3 separate regions of the Mus musculus genome follow, and all the other regions are linked to region 1. Evidence: chromatin contacts called from public promoter capture Hi-C data. All regions are on one chromosome and are shown on one strand. Each heading gives the region's core, a stretch centred on a gene start, on an enhancer-like site or on the middle of the called end of the contact. The rest is flanking DNA. Distances are from core to core; before and after follow the strand shown.

Evidence for each region. Promoter capture Hi-C pulls out the DNA fragments that hold promoters and counts their contacts.
Region 2: a contact with region 1 is called in a promoter capture Hi-C map of liver, with 2.6 times the contacts expected there. The contact joins the enhancer-like site here to the promoter of Elovl6 in region 1. A contact is called at or near these places in 5 of 39 promoter capture datasets (the C10 cell line, cranial neural crest, liver and 1 more), 1 of 15 datasets of contacts at CTCF or cohesin (large pre-B cells), 5 of 115 datasets of contacts at active chromatin or transcription factors (craniofacial prominence, embryonic stem cells, epiblast stem cells and 2 more) and 1 of 9 other capture datasets (embryonic stem cells).
Region 3: a promoter capture Hi-C map of hippocampal neurons shows a contact between it and region 1, with 2.3 times the contacts expected there. The contact joins the promoter of Pla2g12a here to the promoter of Elovl6 in region 1. A contact is called at or near these places in 2 of 39 promoter capture datasets (hippocampal neurons and pre-B cells), 3 of 484 Hi-C or Micro-C datasets (the G1E-ER4 cell line and embryonic stem cells) and 2 of 115 datasets of contacts at active chromatin or transcription factors (astrocytes and memory CD8 T cells).

Annotation. Positions count from the first base shown.
Region 1 is chr3:129,531,096-129,534,511 of GRCm38.p6, reverse strand. Elovl6 (ELOVL family member 6, elongation of long chain fatty acids (yeast)) reads right to left here and starts at 2,126. Exons shown (of 5, transcript NM_130450.2): 1 at 2,017-2,126; 2 at 1,744-1,864. The coding sequence starts at 1,832. Gm35986 (predicted gene, 35986) reads left to right here and starts at 2,124. Exons shown (of 3, transcript NR_153368.1): 1 at 2,124-2,255; 2 at 3,348-3,416.
Region 2 is chr3:129,272,014-129,275,194 of GRCm38.p6, reverse strand. All of the region lies in intron 18 of Enpep (glutamyl aminopeptidase), which reads left to right. Among named protein-coding and RNA genes, the nearest start is that of Enpep, 59 kb to the left of the region's middle. Within about 2 kb of position 1,839, at least 10 of the 459 cell types and tissues checked have an H3K27ac peak or open chromatin away from gene starts, as enhancers often do. A contact at or near this core is called in liver, where this site is marked.
Region 3 is chr3:129,876,446-129,879,881 of GRCm38.p6, reverse strand. It overlaps Pla2g12a (phospholipase A2, group XIIA), which reads right to left and starts at 1,276. Exons shown (of 4, transcript NM_023196.4): 1 at 947-1,276. The coding sequence starts at 1,163.

The DNA of each region.
Region 1 (3,416 bases), core at 877-3,376:
CAGACTGAGTGCCATGCGCCTGCAGAGGCTAGGAATGCCTGCTCCGGAATGACAGGCCCAACCGGGATGCAGCAAGCTAGAGACGCGAGCTGCGGGCTACTGGAGGAGGAAGGCAGGAAGGCAGGCTAGAGCCCTGCAAGGGACGGTGACAAATGGTCTCAGAGAAGATCGGAGCCCTAGGTTGGCAGGTTGAGCTCGGGTCACAGCCCCCCCTCCCCCCCAAGCCCCTAACGGGAGGAAGTGCACCGCTAGGACCCCCCGAACGCCAGCCCGAGGGGGCTGGGCTTCCTGCAGCGCTCGGGCCTCCCTATGGCCTCCCCCTTACGGGGCGATCCAGACTCCCCGGGGGTGTAATCGCGCTCGGGACCCAGGCCCGCGTCCTCGGTGTCCAGGAGCACGCCGGCGACCGCACCAGGCTGGCTCTGGGGCTCAGGGCCTCCAGGCAGCCGCCATGCCGCGGCCCGAACTCGCGCGCCCCGGAGTCTCGGCTCCGCCCGGCCGCCGCCGTAAACCGCCCAAGGGCCCAGCTCGCAAGCTGAAGGCCAAGGGTGGGCGCGCTCCCCGCGGGCGAGAAGGGGCGGGAGCAGCAAGCCCGGGATCGGGCTGGAGAAGGCGAACCCCCGGCGGCTGCCACCACCCGCTCCAGCCCGGGAGCGCCGGCGTCTCCGGTTTCCCATTGATGAATGGAGGGAGGGAAGGCAGGTCGCGAGCGCCCTCGCACGCGGCAGCGGAACCTCCCGGAGCCCGGAAGCCCCCCGAGGGCCGGCCGCGGCGCAGAGGGGGTGGGGTGGGGGTGGGGAGATCGAGGGGGCTCGCACTAAACCGGAGGGAAACATCTCCAACCACAGCACGGTCTACGGGAAGGAGGGAGCTCCCTTCTTAAAATACTGCAAGGTGACACCGGATCGCCTCCCACACGGGGATTTTTCAGAAGACTGACCGGAGGAACTCAGTAAACAAGATGTTTTCCCGGATTCGAAGTTCTGGGGAAAGACCTCCGAGACTGCCCTGGCAGGAGCCTTCCAGTACTTAAACTGCTGCTCCACGCGGAGAAGCGTGTCCAAAAGGCGTTTCCTTTACACAGAAACTTAATAATGGCGTGGCTCCACTTGCTCGGGTTCATTCATTTTTATTGCAGTTTTCATTGTCCCCTCCTCCCCGATGTCTTTATGAAACCGGAAAGTAATCTGAGTGGGGAAGGGGTCCTGGACCCTGGGCATCTACGGCTGGAGGCGGCAGTCAAGGGAGGGCAGTAAAGTGGAAGAACTACAAGGAGAAAGGAAGGACACGAGGGATGGGGAGAGGGAAAGGACCAGAGAGAGGCGGGCTGAAGAGGGTTAAAGGGAGCGGAGACCGGGTCCTCCCTCCACTGCCTTGCACGCTCCAGTTGCGGGAGGCCAAGCAGAACCCCCAAATCTAAGCGAAAGCAGGGAGACAACACAGGTGGGATAGCTGGATTGTAACATGCCTCTGTCTCCCGTATATTATTACAGGTACACATATTATATGTTCTATGTTATATAATCTACACAAAGATGCCCGCGTGGCCGCGGCTCACACAGAGCACCCCCCAAACCGCACGCTTCCATGCAGCTTCAGAGTCTCCTGCAGACATGAGACCCTGGAACTCCGCGATCTGCTGGCTACTGCCGGCAATCCATCCGTCGCTCCGCTCACGCTCAGACCAGGAATACCGACATTAATGCACTCCCGGGAATAGTATCTCGCGAAAGCATCACCTACCAGTTTTCCTGCATCCATTGGATGGCTTCGTTCTCGTTGAACTGCTTTTCGAATTCATATTCTTGTAAAGTCAACACTGACATGTTCATTGGGGCTGATCTTCGGAGTCGCTACGTGTTCTCTATACAAAATAAAAAAATCTGTAAAGAGCCTTTTATTTTGAGTGCTCTCCTGTCTGCTTCCCCCTCCCACCCCCCTAGGTATTGCCCCGCCGTCAGTCTCCTGGCCGATCTCTCTCCCAGCCTCTCAGCTACATCCAGGGTTGAGCATTGCCTGCGCCTCTGCTCCCAGCTCCTAGCTCAGGGGCTCTCCTCCCAGCGTCCGCATCCACCGTAGGAGGAAATGAATGCCTTGCGGTCTTAGTGCCCGCACGTTTGTCCATCACGCTTTTTACTCGTCTACAGGGAAATCTCCTCCCCCTCGTGCGATCGGGAAAATTAACCCTTTGCGCGAGAGGGCGCAGAAGAGCAAGACCTCCCATCGCCCTGGGGGATAGTTTTGTTTACAAGAAGGTGGTTGGTGGACTGGGGGAGGGGAGGGAAGGGCGCCAAGAGGGAGGAAGTGGCCTTGAGGTCATACTCAAGCCCATTCGCCACCTCTTGGGCCTCCCTGCCTGGCCTTTGAATGAAGTTTCAGAGTGAGAGGCGCAGCCCTGAGGCGCGTGGACCTGAAAGCTTGGCGAGTAAACAATTGGGAAATAGTAAAATCTGCCAGGTTCTCTGGCATGAGAACTCCAGGCAAATAAATGTGAGGATCACGTCTTGCGATCTAGTCTCCTCACTACCTCGATCCCGCAGCACCCTCTGAGACCACCTCCACCGGGCAGCTTGGGCGCGGATTTACCTTGACCTTAGGGCCAGGTAGCCTTCGGAACTAAGACCACGTGCAGACAGGATGCTGAGGATGAGGACCTGGGAAGTCAAGGTTGACTAGGAGGCAGAAGTTAGGTAGAGGGTTTGGCTACCAGGAGGGGATATTAATGAACAAAGGAAGGGAATTTGGCATACAGAATTAGGCCTACTGATCTAAATACCAAAACTTTATCTATCTGCTTTACTTTAGTTCTGCCTTATTCTTGTGAAATTAGGAAGAAAAGATTAATGTAGGAGAGGGATTTATGTAATGCTAATCCTCCCCCTGGGCTACCAGCTCACAGCAACCATTCCCAAATACTCCTTATTTTTCTGGAGGATGGTATTTTCTAGTCCTAAAAGGAAGAAGGAAGTAAGAGACAATAAGGTACCTAATAATATAATATTTAGATCCAACAAAAGATACTGATCAACACTTATTAGTTTGTTTGTTTGTTTTTTAAATGTTTGTGATTTTCAAGATTGGGTTTTTTTGTTTGTTTGGTTTGGGTTTTTTAGGTGCTTTTGGCTTTTCGAGACATGATTTTTCTGTGTAGCCCTTGTTGCCCTGGAACTGGCTCTGTAAACCAGGCTGGTCTCAGACTCAGAGATCTGCCTGCCTCTGCCTCACTCACAAGTTCTGGGACTAAGGTTCGGGCCACCACAGCCCAGCTAAGAACCTATTAGTTTAAAGATGTACATTAGGACCAGAGAGAAAATACCCTCTAAGATGTTCATTTCCTCACCTACCAGCCAACTAAAATGAGGCGAGGGCATTTCATGCAGTCAGATCATCTCAGGAAGACACTGGAGGCTGAGGCG
Region 2 (3,181 bases), core at 590-3,089, 260 kb after region 1:
GCCACATGTCTGTTACACAAAAGGCATTATTAATTATGTTTGGTTTGAAGAAATAGAATTTCCCTATGAAAAATTGTAAAAGACAAGTTAAATAGAAATGAGCCAAATTTTATTCAAATATTTCCAAACTTCTAAATGCTTTCCAAATTTTGGATTGAGTGCTGTTTCTGCCTGTGTTTCAGAACAATTTATTTTTAGCCTCAAATACATGATCTGTTTTTCTACTAAGCTTTATGACTGCTGTTTGCCAGATCACTGCTGTGTTTTCCAGTTTAAACCTTGAACACAAAGCTCCAATCTCTATGGGAAATGACTCTTCACCCTGTGCCTCCTCAACCCTTAGGTACAACTCTGAGGATCAGTGAGTTTAGTTGGGCAACAGTGAGGTTTGATCAAATTTGATTTTAGTTTGTCACGGATGAAAAAATTCATTAATTTTGACATAATGAACATGGCGTAAACATCTCAAGAAAATTTAATAAGCACGTTATTATAAGTTTTGAATATATCAAAATAATTTCTATATGATCTAATATTAGGTTTACACTTGTTAAGTCGAAGCAGACGATCTCATCTAAGTTTTTCAAGCCATTTAAGATATACTTGAATTCTTACTGTAGTTTTAGCTACTTTGATAAAGACATAGAACGCTTCTGCACTTCCTGTGATATTGGGCCCTTGAGATGAACACAATTTGTTGCAGCATTGGTAGTGTCTATATAAGTATTTGCAGTTTTTATTCGTTGCATTTGTTGCTAACTCCCAAGTACTTCTCTTAGTTTTTAGTTTATAAGACTCAAACAAGAATAATAATGCAGAAATTATAGTCCATTTAAAAAACTATGACTTGCAATTAGCAGCTGTTCATGGGACTCGTAGACTCTCACTGCAGCAACAAACACATTTTGCCTTTTAAAAATTCCCATCTTCCTCTTACAACACCAGTATGTATACTCTTCAGAAACTGGGTGGTAGTAGTGTTTAAGTAATCTATAAAATGGAATTGGTCAGAAATAACTTCTGCCATCAGATCGGTGTCTATTCTTGAGTCGTTTCTCTATGAATGCTTATTAGACACATGTGGAATCACGCTAGCCACATGTTTTTATGTTTTACTCTTTTCATAGCATATTGCTACTGAATAAAAGAATTTTACGGTTTCTGGTAAATGGCGCTTTACAGTAACTGCCCATTTCCCAGGAAGCTCCCGTACTTAGTGTTGTTCTTAAATATCCTCATTATCATTTTCTTTCTTCATTTTTAATTTGAAATTTATTTTACTTTATATGTATGCGTGTTTGGTCTGCATATATATATGTGTGTGTGTGTACCATATGCATGTCTGATACCTAGAGAGGCCAGAAGAAGGCATCAGATCCTCTGAAACTGGCATCACAGATAGTTGTAAGCCACCATGAAGGTGCTCAGAATTGCACCCTGGTCTTCTAGAAGAGCAACAAGTGTTCTTAACTGTCGAGCTATCTCTCTAACCCCCAATACCTCATTTTAAATTGTAATTCTTCCCTCTAGTGAGTAATGTAGGGCACACATTATGCGCTAGGCTTGATCTTTGGTATTGGGGCTGCAATGAGGAAGACAAACAGACCCAACTTTCTGCTTTTGCAGAACTTAATGTGTTGGTGAGAGCAATGTTATTATAGCAAGAGTTACACAGATGCATGCATGAAACCTTAGTCATTACCCAGGAAAGAGGCTCAGGGGACAGCAAAATAATGCAACTAAGGGGAAACTAAGCAACCTGAAAGAAGTTGGCGGCAAGGTCTCCCTAAGGAAGTTCAGGCTGAACTGAAGGAAGGGCAGGAATGAGCTGGGTAAACAAAACCTTGAGGATCTTGGCTGAAGCTACCAGGAAAGAAAGGGATAAAGGTCAAAAGGGATAGAGTCGTGTTAAAGTTTGACTTTTAGTCCAAGAACAATGATAACTCAGTCACTAGAAGTTTGAAACAAAGTGAAATGATGGGTTTATTCTGAAAAAGCATGCTTGGGTCGGCGATAGGGAAGTGTAGGCACCAGGGAGACCAGAGTGGAGTTCAGAAACACAATCAGCTTCTTTAATAGGCCCAGCAAAAGGCAATGGTCAACTGGCAGCAAAAGACAGTGAGACCTATACCATGGAACAATAGTAAAGATGAAAGATTCACAGGCATGGAGGGGCATGGAAGTAGGAGAGGAAAGAGGTGACCAGGGCAAGCCTGGGTTTGTAGCAGGGTTCAGCTTGCTAAGCATTCATTTATCTATATATCTGTCTGTCTGTCTGTCTGTCTGTCTGTCTATCTATCTATCTATCTATCTATCTATCTATCTATCTATCTATCTATCTATCTATCTCCTTCCTCCCTCCCTCCCTCTCCCCCTCCCTCCCTTCCTTTTTTTTTTTTGTTTTTTTTTGTTTTTTTTTTTTCAAGACAGAGTTTCTCTGTATATCCTTAGCTGTCCTAGGACTCACCATGAAGACAAGGCCTGCCTTGAACTCACAGAGATCTGCCTGCCTCTGCCTCCCAAATGCTGGGATGAAAGGCGTGAGCCACCACCACCATCTTTTTTCTTTTAAGGGTATGAGGGGAGTTGTTTTTGTTGTTGTTGTTTACTGCTTTTCGTTTTTCAAGACAGGGTTTCTCTGTATAGCCCTGGCTGTCCTGGAACTCACTTTGTAGACCAGACTGGCTTCAAACTCAGAAATCCACCTGCCTCTGCCTCCCAAGTGCTGGGATTAAAGGCATGCGCCATCACCGTTTTGTTTGTTTTGTTTTTTGTTTTTTTGTTTTTGTTTTTTTTAAAGAAAAATATGGCCTCTTGTCTGATTCCACTTAAAAAATTTGAGTAAACTGAAAATCAAAAAAAAAAAAAAAAGCCAGCTAGATTTATTGATATAAAAGCCATTAGTAACTCTAGAAAGAGCTATTTAGGACATGATGGTCAAAGCTTTCAAGAGCCAGTTCCTTTTTTCCACTGTGTGTGAGCGCCTGACTCACCAGCAATAGGATCCTTCTGCACACGTTTATTGGGAGAGCTCAATTACAGAGGCGAAAAGACCCTGAGCCAAGAAATGGCGCTGCTTATATAGGCCTAGGAGTGACATGTCCATACCTGATTGGTTATGCTACCAGTACCTCATTAATATGCATCGGGCCAGGCAGTGACTCGGCAAAAAACTCTTATG
Region 3 (3,436 bases), core at 27-2,526, 350 kb before region 1:
AAGGTCAGTCTCAGCTACATACCAACTTCAATGCCAGCATGGGCTACCTGAGACCCTGTCTCAAAAATCAAATCAAGACAAAACTGCAAGTCTTAGATTGTTTTCCAGAAGTTAGGGAACTTTTTCAATGCAGTATACCTCCCTCAAAAACCAAGTACATCAGAAATCTATACAAAAGCCACAATTTATTTTACCTAGCTTTGCAGGTAAACAAACAAAATGGCACTTAACACCAACTGATGGCTTTTAAATTGTCGTTTGGCTTTCTATGTTTAGCTGAACCAATTACATGATGTGTGTGCGCGCGCCTGTGCATGACCGCACGTGCTAAACTCAGTCTGTCCCACTTCCCTCCCACCTTTCCCGCCCCCCACCCCCACCCCGCCCCGTACATCAGAAAGTTCTTAGGCAACTTTGTGCAATGGCGGGGAGAGAGGGCGAGAAGCTCAGATGCAAAGGAGAGCAGAGTGCAGAGCGCGCACTCAGGTGACCTCTCACATTTGTTCCCAGCTTGCTCAATCCCAAGGACAGCACGCTCCAAGCGCTGCTCATTCTTTCCACACCCGAGGACGCAGTCAATGCCTGTCTGGCGTCTGTTCCCCTAATCCCCCTGTCCCGCACTCGTCCTTCCATCCCGCTTCCCTGTCCCCGCCCCCCTGCTCCGCAAGTGTCCCCCGCCCCACAACCTGCCCCACACGTACCCCTCCATCTTCTAGCCCCCCACTTGTGCCCCATCCACCTGCTCCACACTTGTTCATCTACCTGTTCCACACTCCACACACACACATCCCCCTGCCTGGCACCAGTCCCTTTATTTTCTCGCTTCATACCCGTCCCCATCCACTTGCCTGGCTCGGATTCTCGCATTTCCCCCCAACCCCCCAGCCTCCGGGGACTGTCCCGCCTCCAACCCCCTGCCACCCCGCGCCCCCTTGTCGCGGCTCACCGTCGCTGCACTTGTACTGGCAGAGCCCGTCCTCCCCGCCCAGCAGGTCCAGCGCGGCGTTGAGGTACGTGTCTATCTTGTGGATGCCGTTGCGGATGGTCTTGAGGGTGGCCCTCCAGTCGGTGGTCTGGTCCTGTTCCTGCCCACGCGCAGTGGCCAGCAGCAGGAGGAGGAGGAGCGCGGGGCTCCGGGCGGGCGCGGGCCGCGGAGTCACCATCTGCGGGGCCGGCGCGGCGGGGCTGGGCAGCGGCGCGCGCTCCGGCTCCGGCTCAGGCCCCCGGCCTCCTCCGCGCTCGCGAGCTCGCGCCCCGTCACTGAGCTGCGCCGAACGGTGGGCCCGCCCGGGCACGCGCGCCGCTGCCCACAGTGCGCATGCGCCCGAGCGTGGGAGCCTCATTGCCCACGTGGTCTCCGGAACGCTCCCGTAGCTTACGGTCCTGCCTCTATGGAGTCTTAAAAACGCCTTGCCAATGCCCTAGACATAGTCATTGCTTTGGTTCAACACCACAGTGAATTGGTTTTGTTTTGTTTTGTTTGTTTTTTGTATTGTTTTTCAAGACTGGGTCTCTGTGTAGCCCTGGCTGTCCTGGAACTCACCTAGACCAGGTTGGCCTCGAACTCAAGAGATCCGCCTGCTGGGATTAAAGGCGTGCGCCACCGCCTCCCAGCTCCTAGTGAGGTTTGTTTGCTTGCTTGTTTTACAAAGCTCTCCTGTTTACCGAGACACCATAATTTAGAACGACTCCAGTAGCACAGCCTCCCTTGGGCTCCGCAGTCCCAGCCTTTACTGGACAAGGCCTGGGGTCCAGCGTAGAAAACTGTTTGAACACGGGCTGGCCTTGCACCCTACCAAGCCTGGATTTGCCTCCTGGGTTCTTGTGGGAACCCTATGATCAGCCGCAGTCCTAGCAGCGCAGCATGGTCTGGAGGATTGTTGAAGATGGAACTCTGCTCAATCTGCCAGAGCACTTCCTCCATTGCTTCTAATTCTAAGGAAGGAGAAGTTGGCAGTTATCCCTCCTTAAAATTCTAAATACTGTAGAGAAAAAGCTAATCACCGACTAGGCAGAGGAAAGGGAGGCAGGAGTGTGTCTTCCGAAGCGGGACAAATGCGGTAAGGTTACCTGGGACCAGCCCTCAGTTAATTTTTCTGAGACAGAGTCTTGGCCTGTAGCCCAGGCTGCCCTCCAACTTGCCTTGAACACACTATCCTCTCAAGTGCTAGGATCTTGGCGCCAAGCCTCTCTCTTTTCTATTTCTTTACACATTTACATCTTGCTGAATGTATGTCTTTTACCTTAACAATAACCTGTGCTCTGAGGACACGGGTTGCCGCGTGTCTCTCTCTGGGGATTACGTTCTCAAATGCCAGATTCTTTGGCACCTTTTCTCGTCTATTGCACACGGATGCAATAACACGACTGGTTAAACCGGATTCAGTTCCTCACTTCTCTTTATGATCTGCCATCCATGGCCACAGCAGTCACCTCATAATTAAAATAAAATCTCACCATTGCCACAGACTCAGATCCCCCTCCCTGGTACCCTGTCGTCATCAGTTTTGTCCCCAGACACTGTATTTTCTTTCCTTGACCCATCTAGAACCAGGGGCATTCTCCTTCCCCAAGGTGGCTTCTGTCTTCTTCAGTCTCCCTTGGAACAGTCTGGGATCTCCTGTCTTCCATATCTCATGTCAGCCCTCCACCCTCCCCTGCCTCTTCCTCCCTGCCTCCCATTTCAACTTTAATTCTTCAGTGGTTTCAAGTCTTGGGCACGAGGCCACACCCAGCTTGTCCTTTTCTCTGATGCACTATGGGTACCAGGACACGGAGCTGCTCTCCATCCTGTGTGTGGCTGGCCCCTCAAGCTGCAAGGCCTTTGGAAAGCTGCCTGAGAACCTCATCTGTGACTTCATTTTCTTCCCTGTTGCTGTGAGAAAGTACTCTGACAAAAGCAACGCTAAGAGCCAGTGAGAAAGCTCAGCGTTTGCTACATGAGCCTAATAGCCTCTTGGTACCCGAGACCCGCAGTGGAAGGAGAGAAGGGGGTTCCCCCAAGTTGTCCTCAGACGTCTACGTGCACCTACAAACACATCATCATTGTTATCATCGTAGCCGCCAGCAGCCACGGGTTCCTGGGTTCCTGAAAGGAAAGCTGGGGATGGATGGGAAGGACAGTGAGAGAAATTACGAGCCAAGACAAAGTTCTCTGATCAAGGCTCAATCTTTAATGCATGGCACTGAACACATATGGGAAAACCTAAGGACCCATCCCTTTGTTTCAGCTGGGTTCTGTTGCTTGTTTCAGCAGGATTGAGTTGCAAAGTAGGCTCTTCAGCAGCTCAGCAGCGGGCAGGCAGTTCTCAGTTCTCTGGCAGGAAGATGCAAATGTAGCAAGGCCAGACTCCTGGCTCCAGTGTCTGAGGAGGTTTGGAGGATTGGTGGTGCCATTGCCCTATAAATGATACTATGCCAGGTTTTTTATGTAAAC